Linked DNA regions of Mus musculus: regions 1 and 2 are each linked to region 3. Evidence: chromatin contacts called from public promoter capture Hi-C data. All regions are on one chromosome and are shown on one strand. Each heading gives the region's core, a stretch centred on a gene start, on an enhancer-like site or on the middle of the called end of the contact. The rest is flanking DNA. Distances are from core to core; before and after follow the strand shown.

Region 1 (3,670 bases), core at 1,053-3,552, 2.0 Mb after region 3:
CCTGCTTCAAGCCGAGTAGAATACTGATATAAGAAATATAAATTGACCAAATACAGAAATCCAGTCCCTGGGCCCACGGGGAAGTAAAAGGTGGCAGTGAACGGCCTCCATATCTGAAGAGATCAAAACAAACAGCTGTCAGTTCCTCTGACCTGGGATGAACACTTTTCTTATTTAAACCAAACAAAATCACACTATGCAAAGCATTCTTTCAAGGCGAGCTAAAGTGACATCACAGTATGAGGAGACAGCGTAGTTCCCGCTGCCTACACATCATTAGTTCACAGGCCAATGAGATAATGGGGCATCAAAATCATCTGTTAATATTTTTAAACAAGTTAGCAAAAACAATACTATGCAAATATATGGCCTTGCCTAAGACGGGGCTAAAAGATAATCCTCATTAAAAGTAGCATTCTCAAATGCTAGAGGCTAACAGGAATCAAAACAAAGTGCTAACTAGGCATATGGGCTCAAAAGGAAACAACGCAACACACACACACAAACATGAAGAGGGGAAGTCCTAACTCCAATCTCCAAATGTTATTTTCAACAACAACTAACTGCTTTCCTTTGGGGGCAACCCTGTGAACTGAACCCAGGTGGACTAGGCACTCTACCACTGAGATTGGTCCAAACTCTCTTTTCACATTTTGAGAGAGGAGGGACTCACTGCATTGCACAGGAGGCCTTAAACTTATGCAGCACAGATTGTTCTTACATTTTCAATCCTCCTGCCTCAGGATCAAGACTTGCTGGGATTACAAGAGTTGCCTGCTCCAAATGGCCAAGCTTTTGGGTGTTTTTGTTTTTTCAAGAAAGATCACTCTACATAGGCCTGGCTGTCCTGAAGTATGTAGACCAGGCTGGCCCTGAACTCAGAAATCTCCCTGGCTCTGTTTCCCAAATGCTGGAATTTAAGGTACACGACACCACGCCTTGCCTTAGTTTTTAGAGCGTCAAAGGCCAGGCTTTCCTGGAACATTCAGTCGGCCTGCTGGCCTCAGCCTCCTCAGTGCTAGAATTCAAAGGCGTGCGAGCACGCACAGCCCGTTTCTGTGAACGCTCTGCCATTTCCTCCCTCCTCACCATGCTTTAAATCGCAGTTTTATGTCTTCATTCCCTTGACAAAATACTTCTATTTGCTTCACAGACTTTCTTTATGTGGATATGTGGGTAGACAAACTTCATTTAAATTGTTATGATGCCATGATGAATATTCTTGTATATTCTGTACACACACACACACATGCACACAGACACACACACATGGAATAAATGCCTGGGAATCAATCTGTTAGATCAACAGACATATGCACTTATTTTGGTAGATATTGCCAAATGTCTACAGAAATGTTTAATTAATTTATACTTCCTCCTAAAATGTAGACGATTGCTATCTTTCTACACATATTCTCCACAAAGGATATTTACAGCCACTAACCTGAAAACTAATCTTTGTTTGCTTTGAGAAAGCTGAGCATCTTTCTTCATTTTAAAGACACATTTTAAAGGCACATCCACTACCCTGATAGATCTGCATCTCTGTGTGTATTATGGAAATTTTCTTGTTACTTTCTGTTCTGTCATTAGACTCATGCTTTTAGAGTACTTTTGCTGTATTTTATACAGCAATATCTACTTTATAGTATATTTATTCCAAAATACACTGATTTTATAGAACTTTTGCTGTGTATTCAACACAAAAGTTTAACATAGGAAATGCACCCATCACTATCATGCTTGCAAAGTCGCTAAGATTTTTTTTCATGGATAGAAACATGTTCAGTTTTAAAGCCTACTTTTAGATTAGATAATTTACAATGAATGCCTATACTAAGTTATTTTAATTCCTGGTTTAATAAATATATTTTCGTATCTAAGAAAATGTAATGATCGTCCTCTCCTTTCTTTCCAAATCCTTTTCCTGGCTAGTCTTGATACTATTCTAAAGAAAATCAGATCCAACATCTCTCTTTTCTTATCCCTGTGACACTAGCATACTCTTGCCTATCTTTCATGGCTTTCTGCAGTTTTCTCTTTTTCCTGTCATAATCAACCACCAAAGCAAGTAACATTTGAAAATTGAACCTCTTGACCTCGCCAAACACACAAGTCTATCAAAAAACAAAAAAACAATCAAACAAAAAAGTCTCTGCTTTCTCCCCTTTCACCCTTACCACTCACTGGCTTCTATCTCAAAACATTATTAAACAATAAAGTGATGGCCCCTAGACAGTGGAAAACAGAATAATGCTGACCTTTGACTTAAAAGCTATGTGTCTTGTGGCATACTATCATGTGCCAAGCACGAAAAGCACGGCTGGATCAATCAGGGGAAGACTGTCAAAATGAGCAAGAGTTGGCACAAGGAAGGGAAAATACACTCTTGGCACAAAGCCCCCAAGAACTGCAAGAGCACAACAAACAGAAGAGGGCTGCTAACGATGCGGGGCTGCTAGAATGGAAGACGGCAGATACAGAGCTGCCAAGCCCACTCTCCGTGGACAGAAATGAAAGCCTCAGAGCTTAGCCCTGTGTAGACTAAATGTGACCTTCCAAGACCCCTGCAATGAAGCAGTAAAACACCAGGTTAAATCAGCTCCATTCGCAACTGGACCACAGGAACAGCACTGCCTCAAGAAAAGGGCACTGCAGATGACAAGAGAAGCCCTGGAGGGAAGTTTCTGTAAAGTTACCATTTCTCAGCCCCAACTTCAAGGCACAAGGGAAGAATCACGCCCAGCCCCCACTGACTAATGTGTTTATTTGTTTAATGAGTTCTGAGGATGGAACCCAAGACCTTGATATGCTGAGCAAATGCCCTAACAACTGAGCTGCGTACATCCCCAGACCTTGAACAATGGCTTTAAAAAAAAAATTAATGAATTAGTATGCTACTCAATTTATTTACACACACAAAAAAATGATTCAGATGGTGGGTTTTACAGTATTGATAAAGGTAACATAACAGCTAGGAACTGGTGAAGAGAGAATTCTGTTTTAGCATGACTCTAGAACTGTAAGACTTAAACCCTCTCTACAATGTCACTCAACAGAGAGCCACATTACAACTACATTTAGTAAAATTTCCGATACTGCTATCCTTGTTATGACCTAGGAATGAGCTGAGAATAAACCCACAATTCTGACTCCCTGTTTGCAAAAGCAGCGCAATACAGGGCAGAAGCAAGTCTCTAACCTTGGAATCTTGTAAGTCTAGACTTACGAGGTGGCTTTTTTCTGCTTACGCAGTGACATGTGTCCTGGGATACCTACCCTCATCCTGTCATATTGCTTAAATGATTGGGCTCAAGAAAGTGAATTGAAATGTGCTCTGTTAAAGTGTTTTGAAGCATATATGGAGGTGTGCTACTATTACAACCTTTCAGAAAACACCCACTGACCTGGTTTTTAACATTCACATCTCACCTACTCCAGTGTTCCTTTAAGTTACTCAATTCTTGATTTTAGAAAAAGAAAAAACCCTGAGGCTTTTCCCCTGACTACATTTTCTCTAATGCTGATGACACAATACTATTTTTAGCCACTGTGTGCACCTGTTCTTTAGAAATCAGTGGCTGTCAAAATACCTCACTTCTCTTCCCTGTTCATTAAGCTTACCCTTGAGTTATACTTGCTTTCATTCATCTAAGACTTATTATTTTTT
Region 2 (3,300 bases), core at 24-2,523, 1.6 Mb after region 3:
TCGGGCATCGGTATGGTTTGCTACGTTTTAACTTTTTCAGTCCACTTTAGTGAGCCTCCAGACGTCAAAAACACTGTGTTACATTCCCTGCATCACAGAGGAGACTGTCCTTAGCTGGCCAGGAACCAAATGCAACAGATGCGATGATGTCTGTAAATGATGGCTTCAACGCCGAGCATGACAGCCTGGGGCTCACGATCCCCAGATTCCCATCCAGGGCAGAGAGTCTGTGGTGTCTAAGCTGTCACAAAAGAGCAAAATTCATCTTTCTGTGATGAATACTTCCGGTACTCCAGCTGGAGACTTCTGTCTCATCAAGCAGTTGAACATTGAAATTCAGTCTACTTGAGTTAGTCACAACACGCACAGATGCATATGAGGATACCGCTAAAGCTAGGTTCCTAAAACTGGCATTTCAAAACGAGAGCCCCAAAACCCTTCTGGTTAGGTCATAGATTTCACCAAACCGTTCTCAAAGTTATTTTATGAGCTTTGCTTTCTTCCCAAACAATTTTGAGAGGAGACTCCCTGGAAATCAATCAAATCATTCCCTCCCTTGTGCCAGGAAATAACCAATCTTCTTCCAATTCTCATTGTCAGAAATGATTTCTTTCTAGTTGTAATTTGTCAACAGTTCCAGGGATCAGTGACCAACCATTCAGAGGAAGAGTGGTATTGGCTTGCATTTTGGGTTGGTTTGGTTTTTTTTTTTGGTTTGGGTTTTTTGCCTCTTACCTCCTATCTCTCAAGTAGGTGGTAATCCGGTAGACTCACAGAAAAGAGTTCTTATTTTCTTATCACAGGAAAGACTTGCCCTCTGTGACTTCCAGCCACAATTAAGCTTATTAGCATTTCAAGGAGCAGTTACTTCAGCAAACTAGAAACTGGCCAGTAAGGAAGGATGCCTGGCCAGTGTAAGGTCACTGACTCCAATTTACAAAGGGCTCCTTCATATGTGGAGAGCTTATTCAATTATACTTTTCTTTCTCTGGTTCCCAGACTGGACAGGACCTAGTCACATCGATGAAAATAAAAACCACATATAAATACATTGGTTCTCTACTGGTTTTATTCTAAATTTGACACCCATGTGTATTCCAGGATAGCTCTGCTCACTGTTACAAAAGAGTGACAAAGCAAAGACGGAGAAATGCCAGAAAATGAAACTGGTGATCAAAAGATTTGGCAAGCGGACAAATGAATACAGAGTCCAAAATGAAGGACGAAGAGAAAAACAACAACAAACGCAGAAAGGGTGATCTGGTTGAAGTCTATTAAACTATTGCAGATGTGGACAAAAATCACTCTGTATTGGTTCAACAGATCTCAATTATCAGCCCTGAACACATCACCCTGAATTCTAAAGGCGGAGATATGAATAGTTGAACACAGACTAATTTCTAGTAGACAAAATTGCAACTCACTGAGACTGCATTTTTTTTCCTCTGATTCACAGCTAACAGTCCTGAAACTAAGATTTAAGAACCTCACTGAAGCTGCACAGCTGGCCTATATGAACATGAATAATAATTCCATACACCTGCTGGGCTTTTACCATATGCTAGATATTTTGCTGAGCATTTTTGTGCCTTGTTTCACCCCTTTAATTCTTTGAACTTAGTACCCTTACTCTCTGTTTTATACTGTGAGGAAGCTTAGATGTAAAAGTTCATGTGAATGTCTCCAAATTGCACAGTGAGTGTGTAATGGAAGGAATTTTGGAAGCCAAACCATCTGATTCCAATACTCACAAGGATTCAGGCAATGACTCCCCAAACCCCTACTCCATTCTTTTAGTGGATATAGAAACTCATATGTATGCATCTCCTCCCACCCCACCCCTGCACCCAAAAAAGGGGGGGATTGATTTTAGCAACACACAGCGAGTTTAAAATGTAATACCATTAAATGTAAGTCTCTGGTTCTTTCCACTAAACCATGGCTATTTTATTTTGAAAAACTATAGGGATTTTTTTTAGCATGATAGGCAGTGACTATCACAGGCCTTAACACAAAAGTAATGGGTTAAGCTAAATATTTAGTAGTTGCAGGGAGAAATAATGCATTAATATTTAACAAGGAAAGTTGTGGCTTTGGCATTCATCCATGATCTTTGACAGGAACATTAAGTAAGAATGCTTTGCCCCCTCACACACTAACCTCTTCATAGACAAAGTGCTTAAATGGCTAGCCAATAGGACTAGCACACAAGTCATTCTCATAGCTGTAGAGAAAAAGAAATACCCAAATTGCACACAAAAAAAAAGCCCACAGAGATGAGGCAATAGGGTTCACCCAGCCTTTAAGCAGGGGCCTGGTTAACACATCACCAGGCTCATCATCATCAAGGCACAAGAGCTATGGAAATAGCAGCTTTTCACTGGATTTTGCTATGAGGTTTCTCGGGGGTGGGGGGGAATATAGAACCCATCGTCCCTTCAAAGATAAGGCTTCCTTAAGACATGAACCCATGCTTACAGTCTACACTTGGACAACATCTCTTCTCTGACCTCTGAGAATGGGAAGAGTCAAGGTTACTCTCCAACTCTCCACTTTCACCTACCTCCATATTTCCTTTCTTACAAATTGTAATTTCCCCTTTCTCATATTCAAATGGACAATGCAATTACAGAAGATTCACATACCCAGAAGAATCTAAGCAAATATAAACAAAACAGGATACTTTTGTCTATAGATTTGATATGTTGCTGTGGAAAACATCAAGGTGAGCAAGATAATTGCCTGTACTCACTAAAAGGTCTAACAGATGACAGGAGGCTCTGACGTGTCCTAGTCACTGCAACGTGGAGTTGAGCGCAGTAAGGCAGTCACACCACCACCTCGATGCTGTACTGATTAACTCAGATCATGCATGTAAAATTAAATGCTATTGGAAAGCAAAGAACTGCATTCACTGTGAGATACGAAGACATAACCCCAGAGGCAATGAGCGTGCAGGTGGCCAGAGGAGATCCCAGACAAACATCTGGAATAAAATCTTCTGAAATGCATCCAAGGTGGAAACACTTACAATCTAATAAAAGTCATCCTTTTCCCTAACTGTACCCCTCTGCTTTCCCATTATAGGTAGAGGGGGCCCCGTGGTTTCCTAGCAACCTGACCTGCACCTACATAACAGGAGAGGCCTAGACAATTGATCTGGAGGTTTCACATGACAGAACATGGTTCCTTTGGAAGGCAAACCAATGGTCATTGTGCTCTGTTTGTGGGTTCTGAACTTCAAATATCTCTCCTGGTTGTATCCAAAATGCACATGTGTGAGGAAGGAAGGGTTTACAG
Region 3 (3,277 bases), core at 61-2,560:
AATTCCGTCCACTCTCCATTTCCCGGTCCATTTCCCAGACTCCAAATTACATTTGGATTGTCCGCAGATAAAAATATGAAACCACGTGTACCGATAAGTATGAAACTTCCGACACCAGTGCACTAAAGCACTTCATCCAAGCCAGGAAAACCCAGGCACTCCAGTGTTTTAGTACAGCGCCCTGGGTCAGGGCCAAAGTGAAGATGAGTTTGCCCCCAGGTAGTAAAAGTTGTCAAAAAAGAAAGTCGTGCCACTGCTTTTGCAAAACACAGGCACTGTGGGGTTCTAGGGCTTTGGGGCAAGTGGCTGGTGAGTGTGAGTGTGCTGACGCGCAGAAGAGTAAGTGGAACTGCGGGATAAGGCCGGCGCAGGGTTAACCCCTTACCTTCCAGCAGCACTTCCTTGCCTGCGCGCTTCAATGCCTGCACTGCCTCGTCGTGGGTGGCGTCCCGCAGGTCTGCTCCGTTCACCGACAGGATGGCATCGCCCACATACAGGGCTTGGGTCTGATCCGCTGCCAGCCCCTTGAAGATCTTGCTGATGAGTATGGGCATCTTGTTTTCCTTGCCCCCTTTGATGCTAATGCCCAGCCCGCCCAGCTCCTGCTTCAGCACCTTCACGCCCCTCTTCTGGTTTGAGATGGACTCAGGTACCTGCTCCGGGAGGTCGGTGAAGGCGGTGCGGACCCCGGCGGGAGAGTCCGGGGCTTGAGCGACACCGGGGACCGGGTGCCCGGTCCCGGAGCCCCTGCAGAACGAACCATTGGTGGCAGCCCCTATGCCGTTGTACGCCGCAGCGCCCTCCTCGCAGCTCAACACCAGGGCGTCCTCGCTCAAGTTCACCAGAACTTTATGCCAGCGATCCCGCACCAAAACTTCCAGCAGTCCGCTCCGCTGCGCCCGGGCGCCTCCACCGCCAGCCGGCGCAGCCACAGCCGCTGCCGCTACCGCCATCTTTCCAGCATTCTTAAAATGCCATGTGATTGCAAACGGGGGAAAAGTAGAGAAGGGGTGAGGATGGGAGGACTCAGGGTAACCGAGGCACGGAAGAAGCAGATGCCTGGCAGCGCGCGCTCAGACCCCGGACTCCACTCCCCGTGTTCGCGGCTGCGCCGGGCGCCAGTTGCAGCGGCGGAGCTTGTTCCCCCTCGCCTGATCCTGGGCGGGGTGGAGCAACCTAAAAGAAGACGGAGAGCCCTCGACAGGGGAGGAGGGAAAAAAGCCAGCTGCCAGTTGCAAAACCCCAAACCGAGAGGAGCCTAGGAGCTGCGGAGCGGCCAAGTGCTGTAGAGAATCGGTAGGAGGAGGCAAGGGCGGGGACCCGGAGCCCCAGCCGCTCACCTGTTCGCCACTGCAGCGTCACACTCCCACGTCGCGCTGGCTCAGACCCGGGTGCCTCAGTTCTCAGCCGCACCTTGCCGCAGCTCCCCCAAACCTACCGGGTCACAAACCACTACCCCAACCCCGCCGCCACCCCCTTTTCTTCTCAACCCTCTATTTTCGACGGGTTTCCACACTCACCTTTAGTAGGTGCGCTCACTCTATCCTCTTGAGTCAACTCCCCTCTCTCCTCCCGCAGGTGTTTGAAGATCCAAGTCTTCCTCAAACCAGACCTTCGCTGCCTCAACTCAGTCTCCCTCCACCCCCATCCCAGGACTCTGGGAAGGAAACTACAGAGAGAGAGAGAGAGAGAGAGAGAGAGAGAGAGAGAGAGAGAGAGAGGAGGGAGAGGGAGAGGGAGAGGGAGAGGGAGAGGGAGAGAGAGAGAGAGAGAGAGAGAGAGAGAGAGAGAGAGAGAGAGAGATCCTAGGCTGTGCCAGAAGTCAGGGGAAAACTGTCACAAGAACATAGAATGAAGCCTCATCAAGCCACGTACTCCTATCCTCTAAGTCAATGCAAGGCATCTTTTGGGGGAGTTTGAAGACAAGAGGGCTTTCTTTCAGTACCTACCCTGAATTTCAACGGGGCACTGTCTGCCTCATCTTCAGGACACAGTGTCTAACTCAGTGTCTGCTCTTTGCATTGCTCCATACTTCCCCCAACCCCATCCCCGTGCCAGCCCAAACGCTTCTCAGGGCTCCCTCCTTTGTTCTTAGATTCCATATAGGAAATGTCTTCTTTAAAAGCTAAGAATAGGTTTGTTCTCCAAGTTCCCTGAAAACTGCTTGTTTGGCTCTTAAGCTGCTCTGTCCCAAGGTGATGGCATTGTAACTCTTGGTTCCGTTCCTAGGCCAATCAGGAAATGCCACCTTAACTGTAACCCAAGCCATGGCTGAACATCCCAGAGTTCTGCTAAGCAGGTCCCACACAGTTCACTTAAACTGTGTTAAGACTTACTGGTCTTCCTGCTGTGCCCTCTCCTTTCTCCAGATGACAAAATAAAAAGCAGAATCTGTTAATTCTGGAAGGTGAAGCTCCTGATAAGATGCCAGTAGGAAGAGGGTCTTCTGTAACATGCATGTCATCACCCCACTGTGATGGGTATTTGCAGCAAACAGCTCTAGTTCTTTCCAGACTTACTTAATCAAGGATACTTAAAAACTCTCAGGAATCCCCGTGAAGTCCCTGACAGGGATTACAGAACTCAATGAAAATACTTGAGACTTTCTTGAGAAACTGAAGTCACTACAGCTCACACAGGGTGTGCCACTGTCCTGCTCCTGTAAGTTTTAACTTTCTATACTTCAAAAAAAAAAAAATCTTCATTTTTTTTTTCATGTAAACCTGCCCACAACAGGGACAGGAGCCCAGGAAGTTCTTCAGTCCTTCCTGTTGGACTGGGTTAGCCAGGGAACTAACACAGCTGGCACCACTGTTGGAAAGAAACCTGAGAGAGAGAGAGAGAGAGACAGAGAGAGAGAGAGACAGAGAGACACAGAGAGAGACAGAGAGAGAGAGAGACAGAGAAAAACAGAGAGAAACAGAGACAGAGACAGATGGAGAGAGACAGAGAGCAACAGAGAGAGAGAGAGACATACACAGAAACAGACACACACAGAGACAGAGACACACAGAGACAGAGACACACATACACACACAAACACACACAGAGACACAGAAACACACACAGAAACAGACAGAGACACAGTCACACACAGAAACACAGAGAGACAGAGACACACATACACACACACACAGGAGAGAGAGAGGGAGAGAGAGAGAGAGAGAGAGAGAGAGAGAGAGTCGGGAGGGGGGAGCTGGCCTTTGGTTTAGAGGCTGAGGTTTCAGGCCCTTCATCACTAAGTGTTTGCTTTTGAAATATAAATCACTAGCGTTGG

Evidence for each region. Promoter capture Hi-C pulls out the DNA fragments that hold promoters and counts their contacts.
Region 1: a promoter capture Hi-C map of liver shows a contact between it and region 3, with 2.3 times the contacts expected there. The contact joins the enhancer-like site here to the promoter of Sntb1 in region 3. A contact is called at or near these places in 3 of 39 promoter capture datasets (hippocampal neurons and liver) and 2 of 115 datasets of contacts at active chromatin or transcription factors (astrocytes and extraembryonic endoderm stem cells).
Region 2: a promoter capture Hi-C map of liver shows a contact between it and region 3, with 2.7 times the contacts expected there. The contact joins the enhancer-like site here to the promoter of Sntb1 in region 3. A contact is called at or near these places in 9 of 39 promoter capture datasets (the 3T3-L1 cell line, 3T3-L1-derived adipocytes, cranial neural crest and 3 more).

Annotation. Positions count from the first base shown.
Region 1 is chr15:57,883,434-57,887,103 of GRCm38.p6, forward strand. It overlaps Derl1 (Der1-like domain family, member 1), which reads right to left. Exons shown (of 8, transcript NM_024207.4): 2 at 2-113. Among named protein-coding and RNA genes, the nearest start is that of Derl1, 7.1 kb to the right of the region's middle. Within about 2 kb of position 2,303, at least 34 of the 459 cell types and tissues checked have an H3K27ac peak or open chromatin away from gene starts, as enhancers often do. A contact at or near this core is called in astrocytes and liver, where this site is marked.
Region 2 is chr15:57,464,073-57,467,372 of GRCm38.p6, forward strand. It overlaps a transcript of Slc22a22 not described here. Among named protein-coding and RNA genes, the nearest start is that of Gm35627, 53 kb to the right of the region's middle. Within about 2 kb of position 1,274, at least 18 of the 459 cell types and tissues checked have an H3K27ac peak or open chromatin away from gene starts, as enhancers often do. A contact at or near this core is called in 3T3-L1-derived adipocytes and liver, where this site is marked.
Region 3 is chr15:55,905,639-55,908,915 of GRCm38.p6, forward strand. It overlaps Sntb1 (syntrophin, basic 1), which reads right to left and starts at 1,311. Exons shown (of 7, transcript NM_016667.3): 1 at 386-1,311. The coding sequence starts at 953.